2 separate regions of the Capra hircus genome follow, and region 2 is linked to region 1. The links are chromatin contacts, called in public Hi-C maps. All regions are on one chromosome and are shown on one strand. The core of a region is the stretch at or near the end of the contact, and the rest is flanking DNA. Distances in the headings are between cores, read along the strand shown.

Region 1 (3,742 bases), core at 515-3,014:
GTAAATTGTTAGAATTCACTCTCAAAACAAGTAATTGTTTTCCTCACTTTGTAACATTAAAAAATTGACAATCTAGGAATGTCCCTGCTCTGAAGTATAAAAGTACTTACTATATTCAAATCCTGATTAAAAATAGGGTTGACAGGACATTTTAGCTTAAAAAGAGCCTCTAAGAAACAGGTTTAATCACAGTGTTTGAAGCATCTACTTCTTCCCAGATGGCGCTAGTGGTCAAGAACTCGCCTGTCAGTGCTGAAGACAGAGACGTGGGTTTGATCCCTGTGTCGGGAAGATCCCCTGGAGAAGGGAATGGCAACCCACTTCCGTATTCTTGCCTGGAGAATCCCCATGGACAGAGCCTGGCGGGCTACAGTCCAAGAGGTCGCAAAAAGTCATACACGACTGAAGTGACTTAACAGGCATATGCTTTTCTTCCCAGGGCCTCATTGCCCAAAATGACCTAGCGGTCGCTTCTCAATGTTATATCTGGCGAGTATTTCTCCAACAGTCAGAAATGGGAAGCCAAGTTTACTTACACCCGTTCCCATCTGCAGACCTGGGGAACAGCCTATTTGACGTTTAAGCGATAATCGAGGTATTTTAGTACACCAGAAACCCTATCACATTTCTCCATACTCCTTTCTGAACGCCAACTTAGGCTGCATCTCCAAAAAAACGCCACTGTTATATACCTACCATCAAGAAGTGTTTGGCCCACTCTTCTCAGTTATGTTCCAAATTTAAAGTGAAAACACATGAAAAAAAACTCCCCGGACTATAATAAGCCTTACAATTTCTTCAACAATTATATTGAAGGCATAAAGATTTAATCTCTCATTTAACTTAGTTATGAAATCTGTTGAGCGATGCGCTTAGGGACCACGCTTGCCTAAACGTGCCACCTTGGGCAACTTTCTTCAGGGGCACCTGCCTTGGTGCGGCTGATGGAGGTGGCGTCTGTTAGTGACCAGCGTCTCACCCTTCGTCCTGACTGTTCACTATGAGGGAGACAAACAGGGTACACGAGAGAAGGGAGGGCCTGCCTTCATTTCTAGTGAGTCTCGGCGACCTCAAGTTAGGTTATGAGTCCCTAGAGTGCAGGACGGCGGAAAGCGAAATTAGGGACAAAGGAGACTTTACCACCTGGGGACCAAGCCTAAATCTGGAAGCGCAGCCATTTCCCCCGAAGGAAAGGCTAAGTTGAGGCCACAAGTTTACGTTCCTGCGCCCCTGGAGGTATGCGTGGCTCAGCTTCCTCGGTGTCTCGGGACACTCCGCCCCTAGGGCCGCAGAGCAGACTCGTGCACTTGCGGGCGGGCGGGCCGGGGTAACGCCGCCTCGGGGAATCGGCCTGGGCTTCCCGGATCTGGTCCGCGCCGGCCCCGTGCCCGCCTCTGCTGCCCCCTGCCGGCAGCTAGAACCAGGCGCCCCCGGCTCTCCTTGACTTGGCAACCAGGACTCGCGCCCGGGCACGATTACCTCTTGGGAACATCAAAGGCCCGGCAGGCGGCCGGGCGCGGCGGCGCCCCTTCCTTGGTTTTTCCGTAGCGGATCAGGTCCTGGAAGAATGCGCAGCCCGGAAGCAGGCCGGGCGGCACGAGCTGCAGCAACAGGGTTAGTAAGAAGGTGGCAGCCAGCGTGAGCCAAAGGGCGCGCAGCGGGTTCAGCGCCGAGACCTCGGTCCCCGCCCACGTAGCCATAGCTGGCGAGCCCAGCAATCTAGCTCTCCCGGCCCCCGGAAGACCGTCTACTCGCGTGCGGCGCGCGGGCTCAGTCAGGCGGGACGTCGGGGCGCAGCGCGGGGCGGGGACGCGCTCGGCTCCGCCCTGGACACGCCCCCTGGGACGGAGGCCCCGCCCCGCCACCGGGATTTCTGGTTAGGGTCAATTTGGTGGTGCTCGCTGGTAGCAGTAGGTGTACTATGTGAATCAGGGGTGCTTCGGTGGGACCCCAGAGATATGATTCAACAGTATGATTCAAAGCAGCGGAACGAACAAGGCCACATAACTGCAAGTCTTCGCTGCAGCATTGTTTTCATTGGAAATGGAAACAATCCAGAATGTTCCATGTTAAGATATTTAGCTAAATTATGGTACAGTAACACATTGGAATATCATGCAGCCATTAAAATAATTATGGAGACTGTAAAAACACGGAAAGCTTTGTGATAATTGGAACTGTAGGTTAAGTGAAAAAAATCTAAAATGTAAAATGAAGAGCTATGATTGTGAACAACTATATTAATATGAATGTAGATTAAGAAGGCAGGTTACACACAAAAATGAATAGTTGTAGTAGAATGTTAGGAGAAGGCAATGGCACCCCATTCCAGTACTCTTTCCTGGAAAATCCCATGGGCGGAGGAGCCTGGAAGGCTGCAGTCCATGGGGTCGCTGAGGGTCAGACTCAACTAAGCGACTTCACTTTCACTTTTCACTTTCATGCATTGGAGAAGGAAATGGCAACCCACTCCAGTGTTCTTGCCTTGAGAATCCCAAGGCCGGGGGAGCCTGGTGGGCTGCCGTCTATGGGGTCGCACAGAGTCGGACACGACTGAAGTGACAGCAGTAGAATGTTAGAAATGTGTATAATTTAAGTAAAATAGAAAGTAAAGGCAATTGCAAATACAAAAATGAAAGTGGTAAAAATTTAAAAACTGCAGCCCTGTTCCTTCTAGAGTTCCACTCCTTAGAGGCAAAGTTTTTGACTCCATCTGTCATTTCTTATATTTATTTCCATGTAGTGACAGTGCTATTTTTATTGGCTCATCAGTTTTAAACAACATTGTTTTTGGTTAGGACAAATGAAACTTTAAGTTTTTTAGAAAATATTTTATTAAAGCCTTAAATGTGTCAGTTCCAAAAAAATAGCCCTGATAGCTCAGTTGGTAAAGAATCCACCTGCGATGTAGGAGACCCTGGTTTGATTCCTGGGTCGGGAAGATCCGCTGAAGAAGGGATTGGCTACCCACTGCATTATTCTTGGGCTTCCCTTCTGGTTCAGCTGGTAAAGAATCCACCTGCAATGCAGGAGACCTGGGTTTGATTCCTGTGTTGGGAAGATCCCCTGGAAAAGGGAATGGCAACCCACTCCAGTACTCTTGCCTGGGAAATCCCATGGACAGAGGATCCTGGTGGGCTACAGTCCATGGGGGTGGCAAAGTGTCAGACACGACTTAGCAACTAAGCAACAACTGTTACATGACAGGCATCGTTTTGGACACTGAGGACAGAGAGGCTTACAGGATAATGTCCTTGCCTTTTTGGAGCTTCTTTCTTGAGATGGGGTGGCAGGAGAGGGGTGGGAGAGGGGAGTGGCAGCCCACACCGGAGTGTGATACCGCATGTGTGTGTCGAATGAGCATCAGGGAACCGAGTGGGGAGGTTACTGTGTCCTGAACAGTCCTTTGGATTGTTAAATGTGCCAGCTTCTTAGAGTTTTGCTTCTTTGTGCAAGGACACTGCAGCCTGTACCAGTGACTTGAGAAATATGCGATAAAGGATGACCAAAATGGCCAGAAGGGACAGTGGGGTCTGTTTCATGACCTAGTGTTTCATCTGCAGGGGTCACCTTTTCATTATCTCTTCACTCTTCTTGGGTTGCAGGCATGTGTGCTAAGTCGCTTCAGTCTTGTCAGGCTCTTTGCGATCCCATGGAGTGTAGCCCGCCAGGCTCCTCTGTCCATGGAATTTCCCAATACTGGAGTGGATTGCCATTTCCTTCTCCAGATGATCTTCCTATC
Region 2 (3,742 bases), core at 826-3,325, 200 kb before region 1:
AGACATGATTGTTACTACCGTCATTTGACAGATGAGGAAACTGAAGAACAGACTCAAAGTCATGCAGATGTTAAGTAGTGGGGCTGGGATAAATCCTGACAGTAAGTTTCCAATTCTGTATTTTAGCCACTATGCTATGTTGCTTCCATCAAGACATCAACTGTGGAAACCAGTTAGGAATGGAGTTGGAAATGTTCCTTTTAAATTATAGCTAGGCAGACAAGAAGAAATGAGCAGAATATTTGAGTCAGATAAATTGTGTTCAAGGAGAGGATTTAGGCTAGGAGACAAACTATGAGGCAGGGTTTTTGTTTTAGGGAAAAGTGGAATCTGGAAATGTGATTAAAAATATGTGGTACAGTTTTCTTCTTGGAGAGTATGGGGAGAAAGATAAGTTGTGAACCGAATCATGGGAAATGTTTGAGTAGTGGCAGAAGAATGAACAGAAAACGGGACTATCAACAGGTGTTGGTAAATGATTAAATACAGAAAATGAGAGAGGAAGGAGTCAAAGATGAACATGATGTGTTTCTAGTGACTAAGAGGACCATGGAACCATTAAAAGGGGCAAAGGTATTTTTGAAGATACGATGCAGAATATGAAGAGAGATCACTTTCTCTAGAAAATCCAATCCTAGGAAAAGCATTCAAAGCCTCTTGTCTAACTGAAATCTTCCTAATCAGTATTAATCTTGCTTCCTCTCTTGCTACCACTGTGAGAATTCATGATGGCAAGTGACAGATAACTTCTCACTGGTTTAAGCAATGAATACATGTTAAGAATTTATTGACTGCTAAGTCGATTCAGTCGTGTCTGACTCTGTGCGACCCCATAGACGGTAGCCCACCAAGCTCCCCCGTCCCTGGGATTCTCCAGGCAAGAACACTGGAGTGGGTTGCCATTTCCTTCTCCAATGCATGAAAGTGAAAAGTGAAAGTGAAGTTGAACTTAACTGAAATTTCCAGAGTTATCTAGTCCACAATGGATTCCATGCATCCAATGTGTCTACAGGCCAAATCTCCATTTTTGAACCTGCTTTATTCCACGTTGCCTTCTTTCTCAGAGTCTGTGAGTAGGAAGATGTGTTCAGGCTTTCATTTTTGCAGACTTAACTTCATTGGAAAAGAGATCAACCTTCTTAGTTAAATCCAAACTAAGGTAGAGGATTAACTCAAATGTGTTTTCCTCTGGAGTCCTGGTCTGAAAGTGAAGAAAGGATAGTTCTCCAAAGGAAATGATCAGAATAGGGAATGAATGCTAAGCAGGAAAAATTGTCTACTAAAATCTTGTCTGCTATATGATGACTCTACCACGCTCTCCCATTCCGGATAGAATCCTCTGGTGAATGATAAGGGATCTGAATAGTTTCTCAATTTCAATCGATGTTCTTTTTCTCTTGAGTACACAGCAAGAATCTAAAGTGTTCACTGAGATGAATGTTACCTTTGAGGGAGGATTTTATAGTCACAACAGTTTTTTTGAAAGAAGAAAAAATGGCTTCTGTTTCAAATTCAAAGAACAATCATTAAAATATGAAAACTACTAGGAATTAGGAGTGTAGACTTTTTCCCAATAATTTTTAGCTACTGAAAGGTGCTTTCCCTTGCGGACCAACTGTCTTAACCATCAAAGAAAGTAATTTCCCCCTAAGATAAGGGGGAAAACATTCACACGTTTTTCTACAAGGGAAGGAAGGTACAAGCTAGGATCCTGGTTTATCTCCCATCTTCCTTAAGGCTAGATAAAAATCTCCAAAGGAGCACGTCCGTTATCTTCTTTGGCCTCGGCCCTCCAGCCAAGGACTCACGTCCGATATCCCCAGGCCCACTCTCCAAAAAGAAGCGACTAAAGCAGTGCACTTCCAGAAGAGAGAGGAGGAGTCTGGAGTGCCAGTCACCTTCACAAACGCCCTCTTCCCGTCCCAGGAGACGAAACGCAAGTGATGCCACTGGATGAGGAGGAAAATTCTTTTCGCCCGCCCGATTTTTTTTTTCCCTGGCATTGGCAAAGTGATTTGGTTTTCGAGAAAGAGAAGGTCCCCCTTTTTGGCTTCGGGATCCCTCGTACAAGAAACTCTCCTCTGTCCTCGCTTCCTGCATCCAGGGTAAAAGTCAAAGCCACCCTGATCTAAAACTCCCGGGACCGGCCGCACCCTCCGCAGCTAACCAGGCCCCGCCTCCCCTGCTTTCCAGTAACCGGTGCGAGGAACGGGGCGCCGGGGGGATCTTGGCTTTCCTGCACGCCCGGCGGCAGCCGCGGATCGCGCAGACGCGTAGACCTAGGGAGCAGGAGTCTCCTCCGGCGCCCGGGATCCCCATCGCAGCTCCGAGCTGCCTAACGGGGCACATCGCATGCGCACCGAGACGCACCGGGGAAAGAGAGAGTGAGGAGGGGAGGGACGAAAGAAAAGCGCCGGCAGTCGGAGCCCGCAGGGGTCACTGACTACGCATGCGCCGGGAGGGAGCGCAATCACAGACTCGTCTTGCGGCTACCGGCTTAAAAAAGGAAACCCCCGAGACCGAGAGCGCGAAGGAAATCTGGCCGCCGACGCGTGCGCGCTCCCGGTGAGTGGCGCCCCGCCGGGTGGGCCTGGGGCCTGACGTCCGCCGGCAGGCTTGCCTGAGCGGCGCATGCGTGGTCCCGGTGCCGGTGGAGGAGGGGAAGGGAAGGGAGGGGGAGGAGTTGAGGGCGGCTGTAGCGGTGAATTTTTGGGGGGTGGGTTGGGGGCGCCACTCAGCCTCAGGTGCTGCTAGAGCTGGGAGCCGCAGCGCCTTCAGGACGCTGCAAGGCTAGTGGTTCCGAGTCGCCGCAGCTGGACTCCAGGGTGGGGGAGGGAAGAAGCCGAAGCCGCCGCAAGCCACACGGTGAGGGCGCCGGGAAGTGGGGGAGCAGGAGGGCGGTGTGTGTGGGGCCGGGGGGCGGCGGCCAGGGGAGGGGCGGGCTGGCGCTGAAGCCCAAGTTTTGCTTATCGCTCGAGAGTGTCTTTTCTCGGGAGTTGGGGTGGAGGCCCGCCCCGTCTGAAGGGCCTTTCGGGACAGCTGGGGTTACCTGCGGGGCAGGGGTGGGATTGGGGTGTGCGGCGGGGTCGGGTGGCCGGAGCGCGCCCTTGGGTTGAGGCCGATTCGAGCGGCAGAGGGGCGGGGAGAGCCGAAGAGCCGGTGCGGAGAGGGCTTTCGCTGGGGACCCGCTAGGCCTTGTGACCCACTTTATTCCTGTCACAACTCGGGCACGTTTGGAGCGGCGCCCAATGGGGCGCCGGGACGGCCAGCTCCTCCGGGGAACCCCCGCCCTCCCGGCACCCGGCCCGCGCGCCGCGGCCCGCAGTCCGAGCGGTGGCCGCCGCCGCCCGTGGGCTGGTTCCGTTAGTGGTCGCGGTTCCGGGGCTGGGTCCCCGGGGAACGCGCTACTCCTCGCGTCCGACTCGAGCCGCTGCGCGGGTTCGAACGCTCCCGGGGCGGCGCCGGTCTTCCTTCTTGAGTCCACCCGCGCCCGCCCTCCCCGGGTCACCGCGGCGGCTGATTCTTATGGAAACCTTTTCGCCTGCGAAGCTGGACTCCAGCTTGTCCTGGCGTGCTGGCCCCGGGAGTGTAATTTCCGATGTGTAGCGCCGCAGAGCTTACATTCTTGAGTGCGTTTTCGCTGGTGTGCAAGTCGTCCTGTTGCTAATAGCAGAATCCTGAAAGGTAAAAACCTCGGCCTCTGACTTGGGGAATGAAAGATCGAATCAGGTGGCGGTTGCTT

What was found. Hi-C and Micro-C count contacts between places; a contact is called where the count stands out from the background.
Region 2: a Hi-C map of blood shows a contact between it and region 1, with 2.5 times the contacts expected there. The contact joins the promoter of CLOCK here to the promoter of SRD5A3 in region 1. A contact is called at or near these places in 2 of 5 Hi-C or Micro-C datasets (blood and liver).

What each region holds. Positions count from the first base shown.
Region 1 is chr6:71,349,410-71,353,151 of ARS1.2, reverse strand. It overlaps SRD5A3 (polyprenol reductase), which reads right to left and starts at 1,764. Exons shown (of 5, transcript XM_018049464.1): 1 at 1,480-1,764. The coding sequence starts at 1,700.
Region 2 is chr6:71,546,539-71,550,280 of ARS1.2, reverse strand. It overlaps CLOCK (circadian locomoter output cycles protein kaput), which reads left to right and starts at 2,075. Exons shown (of 24, transcript XM_018049470.1): 1 at 2,075-2,565.